2 separate regions of the Mus musculus genome follow, and region 2 is linked to region 1. A link is a contact called in public HiChIP or PLAC-seq data. All regions are on one chromosome and are shown on one strand. The core of a region is the stretch at or near the end of the contact, and the rest is flanking DNA. Distances in the headings are between cores, read along the strand shown.

Region 1 (5,291 bases), core at 772-3,271:
AGGACTTACAACCAACCCTCCAGCATACAGGAAGGGGAACATTGCCTGGGGGTGGAGGTATTCAAGAGGGATGGAGGGAGGACCAGTTGCCACTGGAATTATAATCAAGGCTATTTGGGGAGGCAGCCCTGAATCTTCTCTGCCAAAGTGCCAAGAAAAGAAGTATTGAAACTTTTGTTGTTATTTTGGCTTGGTCAGTAAATTGGCCCTCGGAGTTAGGAAGAAGTGAAATGAAGAGAGTAAAAAACCAAGCAAGGTTCCAGCAACTCCAGAAGATAGGTAATAAATTACTCCTTATTCCTCCCGTTTCTCATTGCTCTCTTTCAATACCTCAACACCCCAACACTACACCTAGGCCAGGAGCCTCCTGCCAGACAAACTCTGCAAATGAAATTTTCAACTAGGAAAAAAAAAAAAAAAAAAAAACGGGCCTTGGGCCAAAATCCATTCAAATAAGCAAATACCCCACACAATAGTCTGATTCATCCCCAGGCCTAGTTATACAAGCCTGGCTCCGGGCGAGAAAATAAATATCGATATGTGTCCACACTGGGCACCGGGGAGAGTGACATGGTTAGGGACTGGAGAGATGGGGTTGAAGGACTCCTTGAGACAGACAAGAACCCCCCGCCCCCCATGTCCCACTTCTAATTTTAGGAAGGAAACAAAACTACTCACCTTCTGCGAGCCACGTCTCTTGGAAGTGACTGAGGTCCTGGAAGAGATCTGATGGGTGAATATTGGATTGGTGAAGAGGTGGCGATAATATGGGGAAGAGACCTGGCGAGCCCGGGTTACAGCCTCCCCACTGGTGATAAGGGACGGAGAAGAATGAGTGGTTTGACTTTTGGGGAAACGTGGGTTGGGGAAGTCCAGGATAAGGCTTTGGGATGGATGTACGTGGATTAAGCAGAGGGGTCGCAGTTTGTCTGTTTCTTTACCTTCTGAGTCGGAAGGCGGCAGGGAGCCCGGGTCCATGAGCTTTCCCTGCGGGACCATCAGCGCTTCGCCCAAGCTCCCATTTCCGGGAGATTTCTGCTGGAAGGAGGGGGGAAGAATGCCCCCGAATCACCCTGAGGAGTCTAGCTTGGGGTTGGGGGTGGGGTCCCGGGGTGGCTCAGGGGCCAGGCGGTCCTGGACCCACTGAGACCCCCCGGGAGGGGGCTGCGGGGCGAGTAGGGGCGGGGTGCGGGGCGGGGGCGGGCGTGGAGGCCGGCGCGGCGCTCACGCTGCAGAAGGTGTAGGGCACTCGCTGGTCCAAGTATCCGCCTTTCATCCTCCGCTCCATCCGGCCGCTCCCTCCGGCCACAGGGCCGGGCCCCCGCGCGGAGGCAGAGACCTGGGAGGGGGGAGGCAGTTCGCACACGGTCCCGGGAGCGCTGCGGGGGGGAGGGGGCGATCGCGAGGCTTTGGATCGGACAGCGAAACTTCTCCGACTCGCTGGGACCTGCGCGGCCGAGCGCCTCCACCGCCACTCCTCTCCCGCCAAAGGAGGTCCCACCTGCTCCCTTGAGCTGGGGTTGGTGTGTCTGCTTTCTGCAGCCCTGCTCAGCCCGAACTGGGTTACATAAGACGTGTGTGTGCGTGTGTGTGTGCGCGCGTGTGTGAGTGTGTGTGTGTGTATGTGGGCGCGCGCGCGCGGCGCACACCATTCGCACGCCCATAACTCAGGCGCCCCCTCCAGCCTCGAATCCCGACGCCTCCCACCCCCGCCCCGGAATGTGCGGAAGCGGGCGCCGAACAGAGAGAGTGTGGTGTGTGGGAGATGAAGCGGGGAAATCACAGACACTCTCCCTTCCTTCCCCTTCCGCAGCTTCACCTGAGGTCCGGGCGTCTGTGCCGGAGCCGCGGGGGGATGCTCAGCATGCCCGGGGGATGACACAACTAAGGTGGCGGGGCTAGGCCGGAGCGAGGCGGCCTGAGCCCCGGGTCCCCAGAGCCCCGGCTTGTTTTCCGGGCGCAGCAGACAGTTGTGAGCCCGGGGGAGCAGCTGATTGGTGCATTTCCTTTGCCTTGGCCTCCGTTCTCGCTCTTCCCCCGCCCCTCCCCACCGGTTCCCTTTGTTTCATTGACTTTTGTGAATGAAACCCCAGGGCCGGGCACGCCCGCCAATCCTCAGACTCGGCTAGCTGAGCTTGAGGGAGGAGTTTCCCAGCCACGAAGACCAATCAGAAAGTAGGGGCTGGCTCCTGGCTTCATTCACTTTTTGGACTTCCATTCATAAAAAAATAAACTCCTTTCGGCTTTAGTTCATTCATAAAGAATTGAGAAAAAAAGACGGAAGCTGAAGACCCGGCAGCTTCTCCACGGGTTCCAACCTGGGTTTTGGGTCTAAGGACCCCTGAGCTCCTTCCGCTGGCGTTAGCTCACGCCTCTGTGCATCTATACTTACGTGGGAGTGTGAACACGTCTGTGTGCCCTGGGGGGAGGGGGAGGCAAACGGACTTGTGCGCCCAGAGGAACCATAATAACTAGCATTTATGAAGCGCTCTGCCTCCACGTGCTAATTTCCTTCCCATAACGTGGTGCTGCGGAGCGGTTTCCATTTTACTTTACAAATGAAAATGGAAGAAAGCTAAGAAAGACACCATGGCCTCCTCACCTGAGGTAACTCAGCTTGTCACTGAGGGGCATTAGCGTTTCAAAGCCACCAAGGTCTTCTGTGCAGCCCTCTGAGACCCCGAGCTACTTGAAAACAAATGGAGGCACAGTTGGTGCTCAGTAAATGTAAACTGGCTCAAACCGGCTTTCTCACGGGTCTGTGATCTGTAGAGTTGCTTATTCTGTGACCCGCTTTATCATTCATTCGAGGCTTTGCCAACAAGAGGCTCAAGGATGTCTCTCTCGCTGCCATCTTACTCCTTATGATAGGAAGCAGAAATCCCAAGTGACTTGGTGATCAAAAGACAGGATGGGTTCCAATTTTGTCCAAGAGGTTGATCTTAGTGTTTGTCATTCGAGCATCACTGCCTTCAGTAAATATCTGCTGTGTCAGACATGGTGCTGGGCGCCAAGCAAGTGTGAGAAAGACTACCTCCCTTGGGATCTGGGTTGCTTTAGATGCCGTCACAAGGACCCACAGGCCCACAGGGCTGCTTTCAAAGTTCATCTGTCTAACCAAACAGTACTTCTGAGAAAGAAAAGGTGCATGCAATCTCTTCCAGCCTGTAGGAGTCAGAGAAGGGACAAAAACCTTAACCCCCTGGCACCTGAACTGGGCTCTTTCTGCCACACAAACTCCTCCCCTTTACCTACCAAACTGTTCTTTAAAGTTTGAACCTGCTGCCGCTCTCCTCTAGGGACCCCCCTTTTCATGAGAGCCTGGGTCAGTCCATATATATGGTGAGGTATCTTTCATTCTCTTCCCTGTTAGAGAAATCCCTATATAGTTATGGGGATCTCTGCGGGGGCCCAGAGGAGGACTCCTTCCTTGAGCCTCGCTCGCACTCAAGAGTTGCACAAAATGCCTGTCAGGTGAACAGCTACAATAAAAAGCTAAGTAATGGAGTTTTGCAGGCACCCTGCCCAAGGAAAGACAGGCAAGCCCAAGCAAATCCCGGCTTGGGGCGGATGGAGCCAGTTTAGGGAGGGGTGTGAGTTCCTAGACCAGGAGAAGTGGGGGAGGAAGGCAGGCAGTTCTAGGAAAAGATCTCTGATGTGGTCTCCATGAAGGTTCAGGTGGGTCCCTGAGTGAGCACTGGGTGCTCCAGTTGAGGCCTGTCCGGGGCTGCCTGTCTGACTCGGAGTTCCTCCACTTCTCTGGAGAGCCCTGGCTAGTTAATATTTCCTCTGCTTCCCAGGTCTGGCAGAGACCAAAGAAGCCTACCTCCCTATCTCTGGCTCAAGCTATAGACCCAGCAAGAGAACCAACTGCAGCTGCAGCTACAGCTGCCACACCTGCCCTGGCCTGGGACTGAACACTCAGATGATGATCAATGATCAATGACATTTCTCCAAAGGGAGCATTGGGACCTCTTCTCCAATGGAGTCCAAGGTTGTTAAGCAGAGGAAGGAAGAGAGAGGCTGGAGATGTGGGTTAAGTGACATTGAAGCATCCAGCCTTGTGTGCACGCTTTTCACCAGTTCCTGCCGCCTGCCACCCTCACCTCATTTTACAAGAGGTGACAATAGAAACCCCCCCCCCCATTGAGGGTACTCCAAAGAGAGATCCTTTAAGGAGCACATGAGGACACTCCCAAACCTGACCTGACCAGCATCCCTCAGATGCAGGATGCTCAGGGCTCCTTTATGACTTCCGATGCTTCCTGCCTCCTCCAATACAGCTCTGGGGGAAGCTGGGCAGGTAAATATTCTCTTCCTCCAGTAGATTGGGGGGCTGGACTCTAACCTGTTTCCTAGGAATTTAAATTATAAAATGCAAATGTGGACTTTAGATATGTAAATTTTTATACAAAGGGAACCCACTGTTTGCCCTGGGAGCTGGGAGATCCCTGATACAGGCTTGGAAGAAAGAAAGCCTGAATGTAACTGGCAAGCTGGCTCTGAAGCCATCAAAGAGGCTGACTCTCCCCCACACAATTTTTATAACGTTTTTTTTCTTATTTTGCGTTATTTATTTTTAATTTAATTTTTATTTATGTGTTTGTGTAGGTTTGTGTGGGTACCTACAGAGGCCAGAGACACTGGATTTCCTGATGCGGCAGGTAACAGGCAGTCGTGAGCCGTCTGATGTAGGTGCTGGGAACAGAACTCAGGTCCTCTGAAAAAGCAGCAAGTGCTCTAGACTGATGCACCGTCTCTCAGCTCATGGTTTGTTGTGGCTTCCTTCCTTCCTTCCTTCCTTCCTTCCTTCCTTCCTTCCTTCCTTCCTACTTACCTTCCATGTTTTTGAGACAGGGTCTCTTCCAACTCAGTCTGACCCAGAATTCCTATATAGCTGAGAATGGCTTTAAAATGTTGATTCTCCTGCCTCTGTCTACTTACCGCTTGGTCTTTTGCAACAGGGTCAGATTCTGGGTCTCCCAGGCTGAACTTGTCTTCCTGGAATGCTGGAATTACGGGTGAGTGACACCACACCTGGCCCACATAGGCTTAGGGGAATGAATAATGGGGGTCTGGATTTGGTCCTTGGTGTTGTGTCAGCTGAGGGCATTCCGTGGGTAACCTGTCCAGCCTGACTGTCTGCAGGGACAGAGGTGTTTTTAGGCCTGGCTTCAGCAGAATTTGAAAAGCAGAGTTTCGGGCACTTAAAGGGGGAAAGCTGAGACAGATACCTAAGGCCCAGGGTTGAGACAAATAGGATCCCTTGGGTGTCCCCAAGGCTGGAACTT
Region 2 (5,291 bases), core at 918-3,417, 660 kb after region 1:
ACCGACTTGACACTCCACAGTGACAGGTGTCTCTTCTCAGGCTTCCAAAGCAGGATACCACGCCTGGTCCTGGCATCCCATCCAGCTATTCCCAGAGCCCACCTCCCTCTCCAGGATAGGCCAGAGTCTAGCTTGTTAGGGTGGGGCACCCACTCTGCCCACTCCCACGCTGGCTCTCCAAGGAGTGGCAGTCTCCTGCCCCAGTAGGAATTCTGAGAAGCTAAAAGAGTCTGACTGCTCCCAGCCCCATTCTAGGCTTAGGAACAGCTGGAGAAAGCAGCTGGGAAGAGAGGATCCTGGAGTCTGAAATTTTGTCACTTGAGGGAAGCCTTTTGGCTCAAGGGCCAAAGCCTCAAAAGAGGTAGAGGAGGGACCTGGGAAACAAAACAGAGGTGGGCAGGTAAGGCCGGAAGGAAAGTCAGCACCAAGCTGGGAGGTGGGGCAGGTGTCTAGCAGACTCCTTTCCCTGCTTCCCCACAGCCTGGGCTCCCCGCCAGCTGCCTGAGAGAGCCCCTTATTCTGGCTGTATTCCAGCCAATTCCCTGGGCCCTTCCTCCCTCCCCTGGGCCTTGGAGGAGGAGAAGCTTCTTAGCTTGGGCCTCTTCTCTGGGAGATTAGGGGAGACTGAGGCACAGGAAGATCCCTCCCCACCCTCAAAGCTTGGCATTCCATACAGTATCTGCATCTCTCCACTTGGCTAGCCCTGCCTTGTTCCAGGAGGAAATCCGACCTCCTTCCTTCATCCGGACCCTACTTCCCTCAACCAGACCCCCGCCTTCCGCCTTTCCTGCTAGCTTCTGGTGTGTGTGTGTGTGGGGGGGGGGTGGCATAAGGAGCAAAGAACACTGTTTCAGGATGGAACCGCAGGCAGGGAAGGAAGAGCAATTGTGGGGTGGTGGCGCAGGAACCAGAAAGGTGGGAGAGGGAAGCAGGGATGAGGAGAAGAGAGGCCCAGAGCACCCACGAGTGAGCTGTGGAGTCAGGGTGTCCAGCTCCCAATGCAGGGGCCAGCTCTACCTTCACCTCACACACCCATGTGGGCCAGGTTAGGCGTTAGGAGGGTCAGGGTCTCCTTTGGGGGCGGGGGAATGAGTGAAATGAAGAAGGGAAGCTGGTAGAAGAGAGTAGTAGCAAGAGACAGGCTGGACAAGGACCCAGACACCTGCCCTCTCAGCTGGTACTGCCCACAGCTAGCCAGCCAGCTCAGCATGGCTCCGTGACCACAGCCCTGCCATGCGCCTTGAGCCGGGAATCACAATAACGCCTGTACTCGCCCCCCCCCTTCCAAATGCATCCCCTCCCTCTAGCATGAGCTGATCAGTGTTTATTCGGTGAGCCCCAAATTCTAAACCTGGGGGGGGATTGGCTAGAAGCTGTCAGGCTCCTGGGTGAAAACCCCATTCGAGCAGTCAATCCCGCCTACAGCCTCACCCACTCCCCCTCTCCCCTCCCCCCTCGCAGCCCAGCTCTAAGCTCCCAGCCCCAGTCCGGCCAGGGTGGCAGCCGATGTCTGCGCCCCCACCCAGCCTGGGTCGCAGCTAGGGACCCGCGGGGGGCTGCGGAGCCGGCGCCCGCCCCAGCCCGCCCCTGGGCGGGTGTCTTCCGCAGACAATAGCTCTGGCTGCAGTGCCTCGCGGACCAGGAGGGAGAAAAACAAGTCGGAGGAGGCGGCAGCGCCGAGCCTGGAGACCCTCGCCCTCTCCATTGTGTCTCCCCAAGACCCCCGCAGCAAACAGTCCCCCAATCTCTCCCCCAGAAGCACCGATCTCAGGTCGCCTTCCCCCCGCCATCCTGGGAGCAGAATGCATCCCAAGTCACTAGCACCGTGAAGAGGGGGCCAGCGGTGGCAGCCGATCACAGGGTACAGGCCCACGATCGCCGCCCCTCGAGGCCGATACTCACCCTGCGGGCTGGGGGGCTCCGGCGGAGACTTGCCGGGAGCCCGGGAGGCGCCGCCGAGCAGCAGCCCCAGCAGCGGCAGCAGCCGCGCGAGGACGCCGGGGCCACTCGGCGGCGGCATCGCGGGGCTCGGCCGGGCCCTAGCGGTCCATCGTTGCCGCCCGGCCCTGATCGGCCGGCCCCGCTCAGCCCCAGTTCTGCACCGCTCTGTGCAGCTCCGGGTTGGGCTCCCGCTCCGGCTGCGGCGCCCGCTCGGCGCGATTGTCTCTGCCCGGAGCGGCCGCCAGCGCCCCCTGCAGTCGACACCCGGCACGGCGGGCCAGCGGGCACCGCCCCCTCGAGGCCCGGCTCTGCCTGCAGCCCACCCGGCAGCCCCCACCCGGTAACCCAAGATTCCAGACAGCAATGGAGTGCAGCGATTAGGGGGCAATTACCCGGGTTGGGGTTGGAGAGCTCTTGAGATGTGGTGTAAAATTGAGGGGTAGGAGAATGGCTATTGCCTACTCCTAAGGGCTGTAGTTGGAAAGAGTGAGAATTTTCTTCTCCCACACCGAGAGCTCCGTAGTGTTGAGGAGGCTGCGGTCTCCATCCAACATTGGGAAGCTGACCTGTGGTCATGTCAGCCTCCTCCCCCGCCCCCCATGACTTCCATTCAGAAACAGGCAAGACAAGTTCCTTACAGCCTTCTTAGCCTCTCTTGCTTTAAAGAGGATGGTCTGAAGTTCAGAATGACCTCGAACTCATGGCCCTTTTCCTGCCTCCGCTTCCAGAGTGTTGGGATTTCAAATGCAAGCCGCTATATTCAGCCTCACTTATCCTTTAAAGTGACAATCATAATAATCTCTACCTAGTAACGTGGTTGAGATACCAAGGTGTGTGTGAGGGGTGGTTCGGGGTGATGGTGGAGGAATGCCAGGCACCTTTTATCCCAACAGGAAGAGCTCTGTGAGTTCAAGGCCACTTTGCTCTACATAGCCAGTTCCTGGTCCTCTGACACAAGTCTGACAGGTGCACCGGTGCAGTAAGTGGTGCTATTGTTGGCCGGGGAGGGGCTTGCCTCCCTTGGAGTAATAAGACCTCCTTCTGGAGGAGACATCTGGCTAGAGAGGTTTTGTAGAAGTGGAAGCAGACGCCTCCCCCCACAAAAGAATCCCATTGGTTCCGGCATCCTGATTGACAAACTGGATCTTCCTTCGCTGAACCCCATGTTTGAAGACAAGCTCCCAAACAACCTTTCTCTCCTTATCGTTTCTGGCTGTCACTATCCCTTAGCTTCTGTTTTGCGTCGTTCTCTCTGCCCAGTCACCTCTTCAGCACAGCCTGCTACCCAGGAGACCTATGACAAGGATGGCTTCCCCTAGGGGACGCAGCAGGCTTCCCTCTGACTAAGTCTCTCTACTTAAGGGGGCAAAGTCACCAGGTCTTTCCCTTCATCCCTTCCTTTCCTCTTTCCCTCTTTTCCTTCTTTCTTTCTCCTCCCCTCATTTCCATCTGTTTCCTCTTCCTCCTCCTTCTTCTCACCGCCCCCGCCCCCCACCTCAGACCCTGGAGTAGCCAGCCAAGGGTAGAGGGGATTGCACGCAGCATCTCTTCCTTTTTAATAGAGATTTCCGTGTAACCATATTTCCCAGTTCTGTGCTTATGTAACTTTTTTTTTTTTTTTTTTTTTTTTTTTGGAACCTAAGTGCAGGCTTTAGCGCTCTTCCTTGGTGAATTTCATCGTGTTGGTCTCAAGCCGACTTCACAATCTGTCAGAGCTCCCTGGAATCTGCCTTGCTTGCCCACTGTATTATCCCTGTGCCTGCCACAGCCAGGAGTTATCTGTGGGGCAGAGAGGCTACTGCTGCCTTCGTTCAAGGATCTCCTGATGTCTCTAGGCAGCCCAGAGTTGACATGGAGCTGAGACACCCCAGAGAGACCCCCCCACCGCACCCCAGTTTTATCAGGATCATTCAGATCTAAAATCCCAGCCACTACAATCCCGCTCACATTTCTCTCGTCCGTGAGGCCCAAGGCTAAAATGCTTTGCTGGGATCAAGATAGGTGGTCTGGGCCATTCAGTTGCAATGACTGACTGACTCCAGAGGAAATTTGGCTGGTATTCAAGGATCACGGCTTAATCTTTACTTAGATATTCAGTCACCCAGCTAGAAACCTGTTCTGGAACTTGCCATGCATGGATGTCAAATCATTGTTATCAGGATTTACCATTTTACCCCTCTGGGTACAATCAAGTATGGGCTCTGGTGAGGTGAATATATGCACCTCTTCTGTCCCTGGACACGTAGCATTGAATTCAGTGTTCAAGGCGTGTCTGCTCAGCCACCACCCCTGCCTCCCTAACAAACAAGTACCCCAGGGCCCTCCCCACCCGGCTCCAGCCTCAGCAACTCCCTCTTTGCCAGAACTTGCCCCCTTGTTACTGGCAGAAATTTTTTTTTTCTGAACACTTTGCTCCATGCAGGGAACGGCTCTTTCATTGCCTCAGATCAACCGTCAGAGCCCTGTCCTTGACTACCTGGCTTCCCTTTGAAGACTTCGGGAAGTGGCGCCTCCACCAGCACCCACTGATATCTCCTCACCACTCCCCTCCTTCCATGCCTCCTTCCGCCTCACCTCACCTCTCCTCTTCTTCTTCTCCTTCTTTTTTTCCTAAGATTTATTTATTTATTTTATGTATTATGAGTACAATTATAGCTGTCTTCAGAAGAGGGTGTCAGCTCTCTGACAGATTTTTGTGTCATTACAGATGGTTGTGAGCCACCATGTGGCTGCTGGGAATTGAACTTGGGACCTCTGGAAGAGCAGTCAGTGCTCTTAACCATTGAGCCATCTCTCCAGCCTCCCTCCTCTCCTCTCTTCTCTCCTGTCCTCCCCTACCCCCTTTCCTCCCCTCCCCTTTCCTCTCCACATCCCCCTTCTCCTCTCCACATCACCCTCCTCTGTCTTTCTCCCCACCCTCAGTACTGAAGATTGAACTCAGGGTCTTGGACATAGTAAACGACTGCTCCCCTACTGAAAGTTGTCTCAGCTTTCTTTTTCCTTACTTTCTAAAAATGTGATAGAAATAGGACCGTTATTAAGGAGGAATGGGAGTAGGGTGGTATGCTGAGGAAAGGCATTGTCTCAGGGTTTCTATTGACTTGACGAAAAACACCAGGACCAAAAAGCAAGTTGGGGAGGAAAGGGTTTATTTGGCTTACACTTCCAGATCATAGCTCATCAGTGGAGGAAGTCAGGACAGGAACTCAAGCAGGACTGGAATCTGGAGGCAGGAGCTGATGCAGAGGCCATGAAGGGAGGTTGCTTACTGGCTTGCTTTCCCTGGCTTGTCAGTATGTTTTCTTATAAAACCCAGGACCACAATGGGCTGGCCCTCCCCCATTGATCAC

Evidence for each region. HiChIP or PLAC-seq counts read pairs in DNA pulled down with a chosen protein or histone mark.
Region 2: a contact with region 1 is called in a FOXA1 HiChIP or PLAC-seq map of pancreatic cancer cells. The contact joins the promoter of Fam171a2 here to the promoter of Etv4 in region 1. A contact is called at or near these places in 1 of 484 Hi-C or Micro-C datasets (embryonic stem cells) and 1 of 115 datasets of contacts at active chromatin or transcription factors (pancreatic cancer cells).

The regions. Positions count from the first base shown.
Region 1 is chr11:101,783,289-101,788,579 of GRCm38.p6, forward strand. Etv4 (ets variant 4) reads right to left here and starts at 2,022. Exons shown (of 13, transcript NM_001316365.1): 1 at 1,820-2,022; 2 at 1,229-1,339; 3 at 942-1,035; 4 at 679-726. The coding sequence starts at 1,288. Gm39392 (a long non-coding RNA gene) reads left to right here and starts at 2,033. Exons shown (of 3, transcript XR_880221.3): 1 at 2,033-4,303; 2 at 4,612-4,770; 3 at 4,965-5,291.
Region 2 is chr11:102,445,496-102,450,786 of GRCm38.p6, forward strand. Fam171a2 (family with sequence similarity 171, member A2) reads right to left here and starts at 2,168. Exons shown (of 8, transcript NM_199200.2): 1 at 1,903-2,168. The coding sequence starts at 2,020.